Linked DNA regions of Mus musculus: region 1 is linked to region 2. A link is a contact called in public promoter capture Hi-C data. All regions are on one chromosome and are shown on one strand. The core of a region is the stretch at or near the end of the contact, and the rest is flanking DNA. Distances in the headings are between cores, read along the strand shown. Region 1 overlaps 3100003L05Rik (RIKEN cDNA 3100003L05 gene). Region 2 holds the start of Hs3st4 (heparan sulfate (glucosamine) 3-O-sulfotransferase 4).

The links. Promoter capture Hi-C pulls out the DNA fragments that hold promoters and counts their contacts.
Region 1: a promoter capture Hi-C map of hippocampal neurons shows a contact between it and region 2, with 6 times the contacts expected there. The contact joins the enhancer-like site here to the promoter of Hs3st4 in region 2. A contact is called at or near these places in 1 of 39 promoter capture datasets (hippocampal neurons), 1 of 484 Hi-C or Micro-C datasets (cerebral cortex) and 4 of 115 datasets of contacts at active chromatin or transcription factors (embryonic forebrain, embryonic hindbrain, forebrain and 1 more).

What each region holds. Positions count from the first base shown.
Region 1 is chr7:124,677,043-124,683,548 of GRCm38.p6, forward strand. All of the region lies in intron 1 of 3100003L05Rik (RIKEN cDNA 3100003L05 gene), which reads right to left. Among named protein-coding and RNA genes, the nearest start is that of 3100003L05Rik, 29 kb to the right of the region's middle. Within about 2 kb of position 4,384, at least 12 of the 459 cell types and tissues checked have an H3K27ac peak or open chromatin away from gene starts, as enhancers often do. A contact at or near this core is called in cerebral cortex and hippocampal neurons, where this site is marked.
Region 2 is chr7:123,977,644-123,984,214 of GRCm38.p6, forward strand. It overlaps Hs3st4 (heparan sulfate (glucosamine) 3-O-sulfotransferase 4), which reads left to right and starts at 5,185. Exons shown (of 2, transcript NM_001252072.2): 1 at 5,185-6,250. The coding sequence starts at 5,538. Gm26974 (a long non-coding RNA gene) reads right to left here and starts at 5,811. Exons shown (of 4, transcript XR_003946874.1): 1 at 5,682-5,811; 2 at 1,811-1,878; 3 at 1,119-1,230.

The sequences.
Region 1 (6,506 bases), core at 3,134-5,633, 700 kb after region 2:
ACCTCACTGGCTGGTGTTTTCCTTGCAATGATGTTGACTCAGTCCCCCACTTGTCCCTGAGTGTTCTGTCGAGTTTTCCTCTTTGCAGAGTCTGCCTCTCAGTCCCAGACTCTGCCCAGAGACTCTTGAAGACACTCAGCAGGGAGCAGAGGGAGGAAGGGGCAGTGAGAATAAAACCCAATTCTTGTAGCTGTTGCATAAGTGAATCCAAAAAGTACCAGTGATCTGCCCCAAATGGCTTTCCCTTCATACAAATAATTATTCTGCCCAGATGGTGGAAATAGCCCTGCTGTTATAGGCCACATTTCCAAGTTCCCTTGCTGTGACTTCCACACTCAGAGGGCAGTGGGAAGAAGCAAAAATAAACCTTTCTCCAAGAGGGCTGAAACCATTAGATCAGATGAGATCAGATCAGAGCTGTTGATTGTGGTGCAAGGGTTTTACTTTCTCGTGAGGCCTCAATAGGAACTTAGGCCTACTGTGCTGCACAGTTCACACTTCCTGGATAATTCAAACCTGAGTGTGTGACTGTTCCCTCTGTCCTTCTGTCTGATGAGAGCATCCTTCCGCCCCCACCCATCTCCAAAATTTTGGAGTGACTGTTAACCAATATCCTCGTATTCCTGGACACTGATGTAGCCAAAGAATCATACAGAAAGTTTATCTAGGACAGAGGAGCAGCATTGGAAGAGTCTGCAGCATTTATAGAAAGTGAATAGAAAATCCTGGAATGTTTGAGTTGTTCCTGAAGGATATGAAGGCCCAGAGATCAGCTCAGACTCTACCCTGGATGGATGGAAGGAGGGAGAATTCCTATAATACAAGGAATTCCTATAATAACACACAACTATTCATACTTGTTTCTTATACACATTTAAAGCCTTCTCATTCTGAGAGGCTTGTGTTTGTGTGTGTGTATGTGTGTATGTGTGTGTGTCTCAGGTGGAGAGAAGTCTAAGTGTGTGTCCATGTGCCTGAATATGCACTTTTCTATATAAAGGCATGCTTATATGCTTCTGTAACTACATATGACTAAGAATGTGTGTTCAAAAAGATTTCTCCCTCCTTCCATCCATCCAGGGTGGAGTCTGAGCTGATCTCTTGGCTACATCAGGGTTCAGGTTGAACATTTCCAATCAGTGATGGGGACCTTTCTGCCAACCAGTGCATTATGGCCAAGGATGCTGTCTCATCTGAGGAAAGACTCGATCACCTGGTACCTGCAGTCAGTACATGGTAGCTTAGAGCCTATGTCCTACTGCTCTGAATCACTGATGCATACCTAAGGCTTTCCCTTTTCTGCCCAGCTAGTCAAGCCCCATTGAGCAATGCTTTGATGTTGCTGGAACCAGAAGGTAACAATGAGCCATCGTTCATTCTGAAGTTTCTGGAGTATGCTTAGATGTGCTCTGGAAATGAAAGTCGACAAAAACCTGAAAGAAGAGGCAGAAAGTTCCAAAGCTTGAGTTTCACAAGCAGGAACCATTGGGGATGCCAGGTGAAAGTTACCAAAAAGCTGCTGAGGGACTGGGGCAGGCTTGGAGCATCATGCTTAGGTATTGGTTAGGATACCCAAACACTCAGGTGGCAGACAGGCAGCTGGAGGCAAATCTGAGAATAGAAGGAACAGAAATTAAAAATAGCAATAAGCTGTGCCCCAAAAGAGAGGAAAAAAAAGATGTTTATTCACAGAGCAGCCACCCCCGGAAAATGATTGGCACTCTTTGTTTTGTTTTGTTTTTTCATTCCTTATAGCATCCATAGGCCATAAAAATGTAGCTGGAAATTAAGAATATCACTGTCCCTCACAATGCCTGCATGGAGGCCTCAGCTCATGGCTCCACTCTGCTCTTTGAAGTAGCTCACCAGACATCTCTGCATTGGGCCTGCTGTAGCCTCCTCAGCATCCTTGGAATCCCATTATCTCTTGCTACTGTGTCTTCATGGAGAATGGTGGCCATGCCTCTACAACCTGGTCCCTACAGTGAATCCAATTCATTATGGTGGTGTCATCTAACCTTTCCTGCACTGCACAGGACACAGACCCAGCAGGCCAGGGAGACTTGGGTTTTTTGAATCTGTGTGAGCCACCAGGCAGGTGGCAGGATCTCCACCCATTCCTGAAGGAGAACCAGCCATCACTGTGTGACTGTCTCCTCCCTCTCCATGATGTTGACATCATAAACTGTCCTGAACTAATCCCATTAGCCTTGCCCTGGAACGGTTGCTTCTGGTTTTCCTGGCCATAAGTTTTAATCAAACCTGACCATCCACAAAAACTCTGTTTTATCAAATGGATGAGAGCTCTGAGTGGTCCTCTTCCTCGGTCTGCTCCCTCTGATCTGCCTCTCCATGTCCTCTCTCCATCTCCCTCTCGTGGCCTTTCCTTGTCTTCTTTCATCTCTCTCCCACCTGCACTCTTCTCTCTTCTTCCTTCATCTTCTCTACCTCCTCTCTCATCTCTTACTGACCTTTTATTTCTTTTTATCTTATCATATTCTGTATAACCCTCAAGAGCAATCACTTGGCCGTCTTCTAGCCCAGAGCTTCCAAGCTGTTTGTCTGTCTTGTGGAGCAGAAACTGAAACAGAAGAAGCAGGATGACACTTGTCTACCCCACAAATCCACGGGGCAAGGCATCCTCTAGGCATCCAGAGTGTGCTGGTCGTTTTTAGTTGACATGGCTTTGGTTATTTCTGTCTTAAGTGTCTTGATTAATGGTTCATACTTTAGTCACCAGACCCCAAACTTACCTATAATCACCCTCTCCCCAACCTTTCTCAAGACATTACTTTGTCTCTTTGTAAAACACTCAAACATGAAGTAAAAACTTTCTGGACATCCGCTTGTCCTACTGACTATGGTAATGCAGAGATGAGCCAAGGAAAGAGCCCAAGTGCTCCAGCCCAGCACCCACAGGTATGCATGGCTGTATTGGACAGTGTGGTTCAACCTTGTTCACTTGCCCAGGAATGCTCTGTTCTTTCCATTTATCATAGTTGTCATTGTTAGTATAATGTGTAAGTAGTAACTTTATTAATCATGGAGTGATTTTATTAATGACCTTATTAATTACTGAAACAAATGTTTATTGAGGAACTACTATGAAGTATTCCTTCCAGTGTAGACAGTGTCATATGGTTTCTGTAAAGCATAGGGTAGGCTGCATGGAATACAATTTCATGTGCAGTGAATGTTTGCAGAGTGCAGCTTCACTGTGCTCTAACCTGCACACATGCACACAAGCATAGCTAGGACATAACCACTGCACAGTGATGCCCTGCACAGATGTGCATACACACACACACACACACACACACACACACACATGCACACACAGAGCTATGATTTGCTTTTACTGTCCTAGAAATAACCCATCCTTTGATGGCTGCTGCACAGTGAAGCTCACAATGAACTGTGTTTAACAGGACCATTAATTTATTAGGCACTCACTTAAGACGGTTGAACCACATTAGAGCAAATGTGTTCTTGGGGGCTCTGTGAGGGCTGTGTTTATTTTCTAAAAGTTGCCATTAGGTCTAGATGGTGGGAAGACTGCCAGAGGCCACATTATGGGAGCCCTGGTCAGTCTCCTGTGCCATGTGGCTATAGAATTAGTGTGCTACTTACTGATGGGCAATCCATCCCTTAACAAGGTCCCAATTTGGCTCCTGGAATAATGAGATGAGCCTTTAGGGACCATCCATCTCTCTCCCACAGCTGAGGGCACTTCTGAGGAACATGGTCCCTTAACTGGCTTATGATGTAGTGCAGCTGAGCTGAGGCTGGTACAGCTCATTTATTTCTCAGGGGCCAAAATGAAATTTTCAGTAGAAGCTCCTCCCTCCTCCCATGAGGCTCTGCCAGGGCTGACATATTTGAAAGGGCTATATGTTAGGTAGTGAGGGGTTGGTCCATATCCCAGATCTTCTGAACAATCCTAGACAGGCAACTTATTCTTCCTAAACCCTAATTTTCCGCCTAGTGAGACAGAGATCCACATGAGAAAACAGTATTAATTGAGAACCTACTCCAATCATTTTATAGGTTAAGAGACGAACTAATTCACGTGAAGTCTATTCTCAGGAACATTGACCTATAAGCTCAAGTGATCGCTTTGAATGAAGGCACATTTCGGCCAATTTAGATGCTGGGGAGGCATGAGACAGGGGCTGTGTCTTGTTGGGCATCTGGGAGAGTGACAGCTGAGTTGAGCTCTGACAGATGGCCAGGTGTTAATCGGTTAAGCAGGGTGATGGTGGTGATGATGGCGGTGGTGGCAGTGGTGGTGGTGGCGGATGGGGAAGAGCTATGCCAGACGGAGAGAACAGCTTGTGTAAAGGCCTGGAGACTGGAGGGAACACGGTGTGTTTAGAAACCGAAATCGAGCCAGAAGGCCTGGCGCACAGACAAGGAAGGGCTGTAAGGTGGGCGGGAAGAGGCTCCTTAGGGAACCTAAGTAGAATGCTGAGGACACCTTGTTCAGAACTGGGGTCACATCTTATGGAAAAGAGAAACCTGTTGGAGGTTTTAAGCAGCCTTCGTGGTGTTTACACATAGCCATCACTCTGCCAGTGGAATGGGCGCAAAGCTGGAAGGAGACCAGACTGCTACATGTGGAAGGAAAGATTGTAGGAAATGTGATTTTATATAAATAACAAAGACTTATGCTGAATCAGGGACAAAAGACTGGAGAAAGTTAAGCTACATGATACACTGAACAGAACTGCATCAACCAAGAGAAGAGGCTCTAACTAGGACTCCCACTCTCCCTGTCCACACTGTCCAAGACCACTTACTGCATGGGCAAGTGATCACTAGTGGCAAGCGATACCCCAGACACTCAATAGACACTCATGGTGCCCATCTGTCCCCTTAAGATCTTTGCCAATTGAGTCCCACCAGCTCTGTCACAGCCTCAAGGAGCTGGATTCAAATCCCTTTCACCTTCTTCCAGAAGCTTTCAAACTTCCCACTTTCTAACTTGAGCCTCAAGTGCCAGCAGGCAGCCTTGGGCTGGCAGAGCTATGGGAAGAATCTTGCACAGCTTAAGGCTGGGAATAGCTGTGCCAAGATGTTTCTCGATTCTTCCTCCTGAAGTGTCTGACTCAGTGTGCTGCAGTTTTTTAAATTATTATTATTTAAACCTATTATTTGTGAGTTTTGTGTATGAATATAATAAATTTTGATGAAATCTGCCCTCTACTAGCTCTGCTCCAGCTCCTCCCATGCTTCATCCCCTCAACTTCTCCATCCAACTTCACGAACTCATCTGTTAAAGCCATTGAGTGCACTCGTACTGCCTGTATGTGAAGGGTGTAGAGCACCCTCTAGAACATGGGCAGTCTAAAGTCAAGCTGATACCGACTGTTCTTCATAGAACCTGGCCAAATCCTGCTGCTCTTGAACTAAAAGGAGATACCCAGTGGAAACTGAGCATCTCCCTTCAGACCAGGAGAAGGGAGGAAACAAACCAATGGGAGGATAAGAAGGCGCTGAAACTGACAAACTACAGAAACAACTCCCATAGGCTGTGTGAGGAAATCCCCACATTTAGGACCCCAGTGTTCTGATCTGTCAATTAGAGCTAGTGGTGGGTCCTCCATTGGAGTTCTGTTGAGAAAGAAAGTGAAAGTCTGTGATGGAAAATGACAGTCAATAAAGTACTTGGGGACAAGGAAATAATAAATGCATAAGTAGCCCAGCAGGATGGCTGTGAATTCAATCCAGCCTGGGCCCAAATCCAACTTTTGCCATTCCTGACCTAAGTTGAAGATAGTGAGGGAAGGCACTCGCCTTAGCATCCCACCAGCACTAAAGGGTAAAACAGTTCAGGGCTCTAACCTCACCAAGCTTATATTTCCAGAGAAGGAAGAAATTAAATAACCATGCATGTTTAAAGAACAAAACAAAACAAAACAACCCCCACCCCACCCCCCAAAAAAACCCATCTCGCAATGTCAACAGGACTCTGAAGAAACTAAAACAGTGGGAAATGACAGAGTAGCTACCTGAAAGAGATGCACATTGGACTGCTGTGTGCACATGACCTTCCAGCTCAGAGCTGACTCAGAAGAAACGTAGGTGATGATACCACACATATAGGCAGGTGATTCTCAACCCTGGTTCAGGGTTTCATTAGAACCAGCTAGAAGTTGCTTGACAGCCATTAAAATAGTATTGTTTGGGGGTAATTCTTAAGCACACAAAGGGAAGTCAGCCTCAGCTTTGTAAAAATCATGTACAGAATGATCTAGCCTGGTATTTTCATCATGAAGTACTCGATCAGGGCTAGTAGAGCAGGAATCACAAGCAGGCCATTGAAATGTGAGGTATATTATCCCATAGTTCCCAGAGGCTGAAAGGTCAAGGTTAAGGTCTCAGGAGGCAAAGGTGCCTTTATCTGCTGAGCCATCTTGCCTATATCATGAAGTTGTATTTTAACAGACTAAAATCAGAACTTTAACCCTAATGTGGGGAGGAAAACACAACTTATATGTCATCAT
Region 2 (6,571 bases), core at 3,935-6,434:
AATTCCTTTGCTCTTTCTGACAACACCCCTGCCCGGTTCAGCATGGCCTTGGTAGGTGTGGAAGGACATGGTTCCCACCCATGGAACAGGGCCAACAGGGTCCAAGACTGCTGTGGGCATAAGGCTTGTTTGTGTAATGCTGTACATATTTTTATGTTCCTCCTTCAAGAAATACCCTTCCTGTCAGTGTCAATGACTCTGAGATAATCAGAGATAGCACTGTCTGGGAGATGAAGGTGTGTCTAATGTCACACAAAATGCTAAATATTGGGACCTTCAGGACAGCCCTTAAGGCTGTGGGAAAGAACTCTAAAAACATGAGGTCAAAAATATATAATTTCTCAACTCTGCAGAATATAAAGAAGCAATATGAATTGTGTGAATGGCTTCATGAATCAAAAAGAACAAAAGCAGCTGCAGTATGAGCCCGCTTGTCAGAAAGAATCAAGGGGCTGGGTCATGGGATGCTGTGTCATAGAATAACCAAAACAGAACCTGGAGTAAATGACTGGGTTGATATGTAAAATAAGAGACTTGGCTTATGGTATGCAAGAGATGAGCTATCCAGAGAATTTTTTAGAATTGCAAAAAACACTTTGGAGAGTTTTCTCGAGTAGAGCAGAGAGAGAGACAGAGAGAGGGAGAGGGGGGAGGGAGAGAGAGAGGGAGAGAGGGAGGGAGAGAGAGGGAGAGAGAGAAGAGGGAGGGGGGAGGGAGGGAGAGAGAGGGAGAGAGGGAGGGAGAGAGAGGGAGAGAGAGAGAAGAGAGAGAGAGAGAGAGAGAGAGAGAGAGAGTTAGTTTCTGTGTCTGGAGATCTCCAGAGAAAGCAGAACTGAGTAGAGTAAATGCCAGTCTGGAAAGCTGTAGCATATAGACCGCCAGCTGGGATCCATGGTTTGACTTCCAGCTCTGGGACCCACGGTTTGACTTCCAGTCAATTGTTTTTGCAACTCCCAGGCACCCCTTCTCTTCAAAGCCCTCTCCAATCTGAGACTGGTCCTTGGCACACCCTACCCCTTCCATGTCATGTGCAGAGACACACACATGCAGTTGCACAAACACACTATAGGTTGTGATGAGAAAGGTGTGATACCATCTTTCTGGCTTATTTTACTCACCATGATGACCTGCTGCTCCATCAATATTTCTGAAAAATGTCGTGGTTTCATTCATCAGATTTCTTTATCTCTTCATCTGCTGCGGGACATATAGGCTGGCTCTGTGTCTTGGCTGTGTGGCAATAAGCACATATGAGCAGGTTTCTCTAGGTATGACAAGCTAGAGTCCTCCTGAGCTAGAGCCAATGAAAGTCAAATCAAAATGAGTATGTGGACTGTAATCAGTCAGACAGTCTGGGTTGTGCTGCTATAACAAGCAAGCCCTACGTCTTTCATGTTAAGACTCATGCAGGATTATGCCTTGGTTGTATGCATGTCACTGGGTCTGTATTCTTCTGAAGGAGCTCCATCTGCTTCTTCCACAGTTGCCTATAGGACTGTGTCTCTGAGCTTCTACCTAGAAGGGATGTCCTTCCTTCTGATCAGGCTGTGTTTCAGTAGCTAGAACATTCCATGGCCACATGTTCTGGAAGGAATCCAGAAAATCACATCCCTTCCATGTTCCCACAAGGAGGGTGGACAGTGTCTGGAGAATAATGACTATTAGACATTCTCCTGACTATTGCTGCTTACTTAAAAAAAAAATCTCTTCAATTAAACAACTACCCCTCCCCCAAATCCTTCTGGTATTTTTCTTTTTAAAATGTCCAGAAAACCACAGTTCAAGTGACTCAGAGATAGTGTCTACTCACCAGGCTTTGAGTCACAGCTGTCATGTTCTCAGCAGTTTAGGAAGTTACACTTCAGTGAACTCTGTGGACTGGGATAGAAGCAAGGGCATGCATACATTTTTCAGGGACAACATTTTAATAGGAAAAGAAGCAGGCAGGTTCTGAGCCAAAATTTAGATCCAACTAATTATTGCTGGCCACCACACATCAGGCACACAGCCAGGTATCTTTTGCATATGTTAGCTAATTCAATTCAATCCTTAAAAAAAAATTCAGGTGACTCTTATCATTCTTTATTTAACTACATAGAAAGTATGCAAAAAAAAAATCTGCTCGGAAGCTATTAACTAGTAACTAAGGTTACTAGTAAGGTGTGTCTTGATTCTGTCACCTGAAGATGCAAAAGCATAATACAGTATCATCATAGAAATTGAGACCACACTTATCAGGCAGGGCTGTGGGGTGCATGAAAGGTGAGACTTCCAAAGGAAAGAGGTTGAAGTTTATTAGTTAGGGAAAGATCCAAAAAGGGCATTAACAGAGGCGAGAAGCATTCCTCAGGGGCATTGATCCACTTGCTATTGCTGCCTAGGATGAATAGAAATGAGGTGTTGGGAGGCCTGGAGATGCGTTGGGAGAAAGCTGTGAAAACTCAGATAGGCCTGAGTGAGCACGGATGTTGGCAGTGGAAACAAAACACAATCCTACTTCTCCTCTCCAGACCCAGTGGGCATTGCAGCTTGGAGTTGGCATTCTCTCTACATAGCATCTTTTTATTCTAAGTTTCTTAAGGACATGTTCTCAGGGACCCCTTTTATATAGAGAAGCATGCAACTACCTCAGTATAGATTGCACAGAGTTTCTCTCTAAGAAACAGAACACACACACACACACACACACACACACACACACACACACACAGAGAGAGAGAGAGAGAGAGAGAGAGAGAGAGAGAGAGAGAGAGAGAGAGAGAGAGAATGCATGCCTCTTCCCCATCACTTCTTGGACATGGTGTTTGACCAATAAGATGTCATTCATTGTTTGTTTGTTTGTTTTGATGTCATTCTTTTAGGTATCAGAAAGAAAAGGGATCCTGAGAAATCTTCCTGACAAGATTTCTCAGATAAGAGTCATAAATGTGCAGGCACAACCCAGATGGACAGGGGAAAACACAGAGCCTGTAGGCTCTTCTGGAAGGCCTGAGTTCTAGATCTGAGTTTTCAGGCTTAGTTGTGGTTTGTATGTGCTTGGCTCAGGGAGTGGTACTATTAGGAGGTGTCTCCTTGTTGGAGTAGGTGTGGCCTTGTTGGAGGGAGTGTGTCTCAGTGGGGGTAGGCCTTAAGACCTTCCCCCTAGCCACGTGGGAGCCAGTCTTCTGTCTGCCTTTGGATCAAAATGTAGAACTTTCTGCTCCTCTAGCCCTATGTATGCCTGGACGCTGCCGTGCTCCCACATTTATGATAATAGACTGACCCTCTGAACCTATAAGCCAGCCCCAATTAAATGTTGTCCTTTGTAAGAGTTGCCTTGGTTATGGTGTGTCTTCACAGCAGTGGAAACTCCAACTAAGAGAGTTGGGTATTCAGAATCAGTAAGTAGACTGATCCTCCAGGGAAAGTCTGCAGTTTTCAACCATTTGGAGTCGATTTAAACATTTTCCCTTCTTCCTGCTGCCTGCCAGATATCTACTATCAGCTTGCCCTTTCTGGGCTACATTTTAACACCATTTTATGAAAAAAATTTGTTTCCCAAGTCTGAGAACACATCTTTAGTGAGAACTGCATACAGGGCAGGTCTGTTTTGACTGCCGAGAACCGAGAGAGTCTGAGAACTGGGGGTCAAGAGCAGCAAGGCTCTGGCTTCAGCATCCTAGTGCCCTAGCTAGCAAAAGAAGTCCAACCCGAGGCAGTGGCAACATTAGCAGACACCGAACTTCCTATCTGACAGCTGCACTTGGAGTTGAAGGAGGGCTGGATGAAGTGGCATTTCTGTCAGCTTCAGCTGGTCCTTCCCATTAACATTACAGTAATGGAGTTGTGTGGTGGTTGAAGAAAAGCATCGCTAGTTACAGGGGGTGATTTACAGGACACCAGACTCCGTATTTCAGAGTCTCCTGTGTACCATAAAAAATGTATTATAAAGGAATAATCTTTATCTGAACCGAAGCTGCGGTGTGGAAGACTCATGTCCAGCTGAGAGCAGCAGCGAGCTTTTGTTCACCCAGGGAAAAGTCCCCGGTCTTCGTCATATTTGATTAACATTTTTCCTCTCTTTGGCACTAGGTATCTTGTTAATATTTAGACATTATATACATTTTCTTTCAACTATTGTTCCCATTATGAGATCAAATAGAACAGGAGAAGCCAGCCTCTGCAGCAGAAGAGGGAGAAAGCTGATAGTCTGGGTAACCAGCTAACTGTGCCTAGCAGGGTAGAGCACATTAGAGCCAGTGCCAGTACTCACGAAGAAGGGCTCCTGAGAGCCTCCCTAGATGGACGCTCCCCCAGTTCTAGGTTCCATCTTCCCCTTCTCCTGCGCTAAAGGCTACAACAAACCAGTCCACTTTAGAATCTCGCAAAGCCTTTAATACCACCGAGTGAGAGGAGGGATGGAAATCTCTCTGCTAAGCACAGGCACCTAAAATATTCAGTGAAGTGACACGCAGACATCCCTCTGCTTATTTGGTGTTTGGAGGGATGAGGACCCCAGTCTGTGTCAGCTCAGGGAACCCCAAGCTCCCTTAGCCCGCAGTGCCTCCCACAGGGCACAGGTGGGTGCACCTGTGGTTAAAGGGACCCGGTAGGGGACAGCGCCATCTCCCAGCAGAAAGTACAGTCTCTGGGTGAAAAGGCAGGGGCAAAAGCTTCTAGTCTGGGAAACCTTGGGGTCTGTGTCAAAGCTCCACCCATCAGGAGCCTCAAAGATAAGGCTGGGGAGGTGGAAGTTGGGGTGGGGAAAGAACTGCATCAGAAAGCAAGGCAGGAGAAAGCTAGGGAAGAGACAGTCAGAAATGGGCTGAGTTTTCTCAGAGTCCCATCGGAGGAGACCTGGGGGAACTTGTCACTGCTAGGATCTCAGCTTCTCCAGCGCAGGACGGTCCAGGCCAGCTCTGGGTTACAATTCCCTCCAAGAGTCTGGAGCGAACGCTGGCGAGCGCGGACACCTCCGACTCCCGTGGGAGCGCAGCGCTAGGGCGGGGCGAGGTCCTCCGCGCGCGCTTGGCGGCGGCTGGCGGGGGCCGGGATCTCCGCTCTCCCGGGCGCCCCAGCCTTGGCGCACGCCTCCGCTCTCGCGCACCCCCTCCGCAGGCACGCGCGAGGCGCACCCCTCCTTCCCCGGGCGGCGGCGGGCGCGCGCCCGGCCCCCTCGCCTCCGCCCCTCGGCGCCGGTCCTCTCTCCCGGCAGAAAGTTAGCAGCAGGGAAGGAACTCGGGGCTGCGGGAGCGGTAGCCGCGGCAGCGCGGGGAGAGCGGGGCGCTGCGCACGGAGCAGGTGCCGCCGCGACTAGGCGCCCCCCTCGGGCTCCTGGCCTGAGGTTGAGGGGGGCGGCGGGGGCTCGCGAGGGGAGGGGGCCATGCGTCCGGGCTTGTCCCCGGCGCAGCGGGACGGCAGCCAGGGCCGGGGGCGCAGCGGCGTCGCTCCATGCAGCCGGGGCGGCTGGGCGGCGGCGGCGGCGGCGGCGGGGGCGGCGGCTGAAACCATGTCCGGGCAGCGCCGGGGGCCGCCGCCGCCGCGAGCCGGGAGCCGCGATGGCCCGGTGGCCCGCACCGCCTCCGCCTCCGCCGCCGCCGCCGCCGCTCGCCGCGCCGCCGCTGCTGCCCGGCGCCTCCACTAAGGGGCCGCCGGCGCGCAAGCTGCTCTTCATGTGCACCCTGTCCCTGTCCGTCACCTACCTGTGCTACAGCCTGCTGGGCGGCTCGGGTTCGCTGCAGTTCCCGCTGGCGCTGCAGGAGCCCCCGGGATCCGCCGCGGAGCCCCCGCCGAGCCTGCTGTCTCCCTCGCTGCCGCCTCCCCGCGTGCGCCCCGGCGCCTCCTCGCCGCCGCCGGACAACGCGAGCCGCGGGCCACCGCCCGAGCCCCCCGAGCGCTTCACGACTCCTGCGGCCGACGGCTGGGGACTGGCGAGCGGCGGCGGTGCTCGGGACGCCTGGCCCAGGAGCCCGCCTGCCCCCGGAGACGCGGTCACAGAGCAGGACGCGCTGTTGGGGCGCGGGGCGCAGGAGCCAGGCGCAGCCGAGGAGCTGGAAGGCCGGAGGGCGGCCAACGGGAGTGCGGAACGGGGCCCCGCCAGCACCCCTGATTATGGGGAGAAGAAGCTGCCCCAGGCACTGATCATCGGGGTCAAGAAAGGAGGGACACGCGCGCTGCTGGAGGCTATCCGAGTCCACCCGGACGTAAGGGCAGTGGGCGTAGAGCCGCACTTCTTCGACAGGAACTACGAGAAGGGGCTGGAATGGTACAGGTAGGAGGCTGCTGCGGAGTGCCAGACGCATAAGGGGTCCCGAGAGCCCATAGCCAGAGCATCCAGGGGAGGGCAGTGGGAGCCCTGGCCTGTTTGCGCAGAGTCCCGGTACAGATGAGAGAACAGGACTCCAGCTAAAAGATCACTTTATTTCTGGGAAAGGGGAGGAGCAGGTGCCTTGGAGAACTACCAGGCTTCAAATCTGGGAATCCCCAGCTCTCCCGCCTGTCTGTGGGGTGTTTCCCAATCCAGGCCAATACAGGGCGCTGGGCTTCTAGTTGAGAACAAGCGGAGGAATGAGACAGGAGAGCTAAATTGACG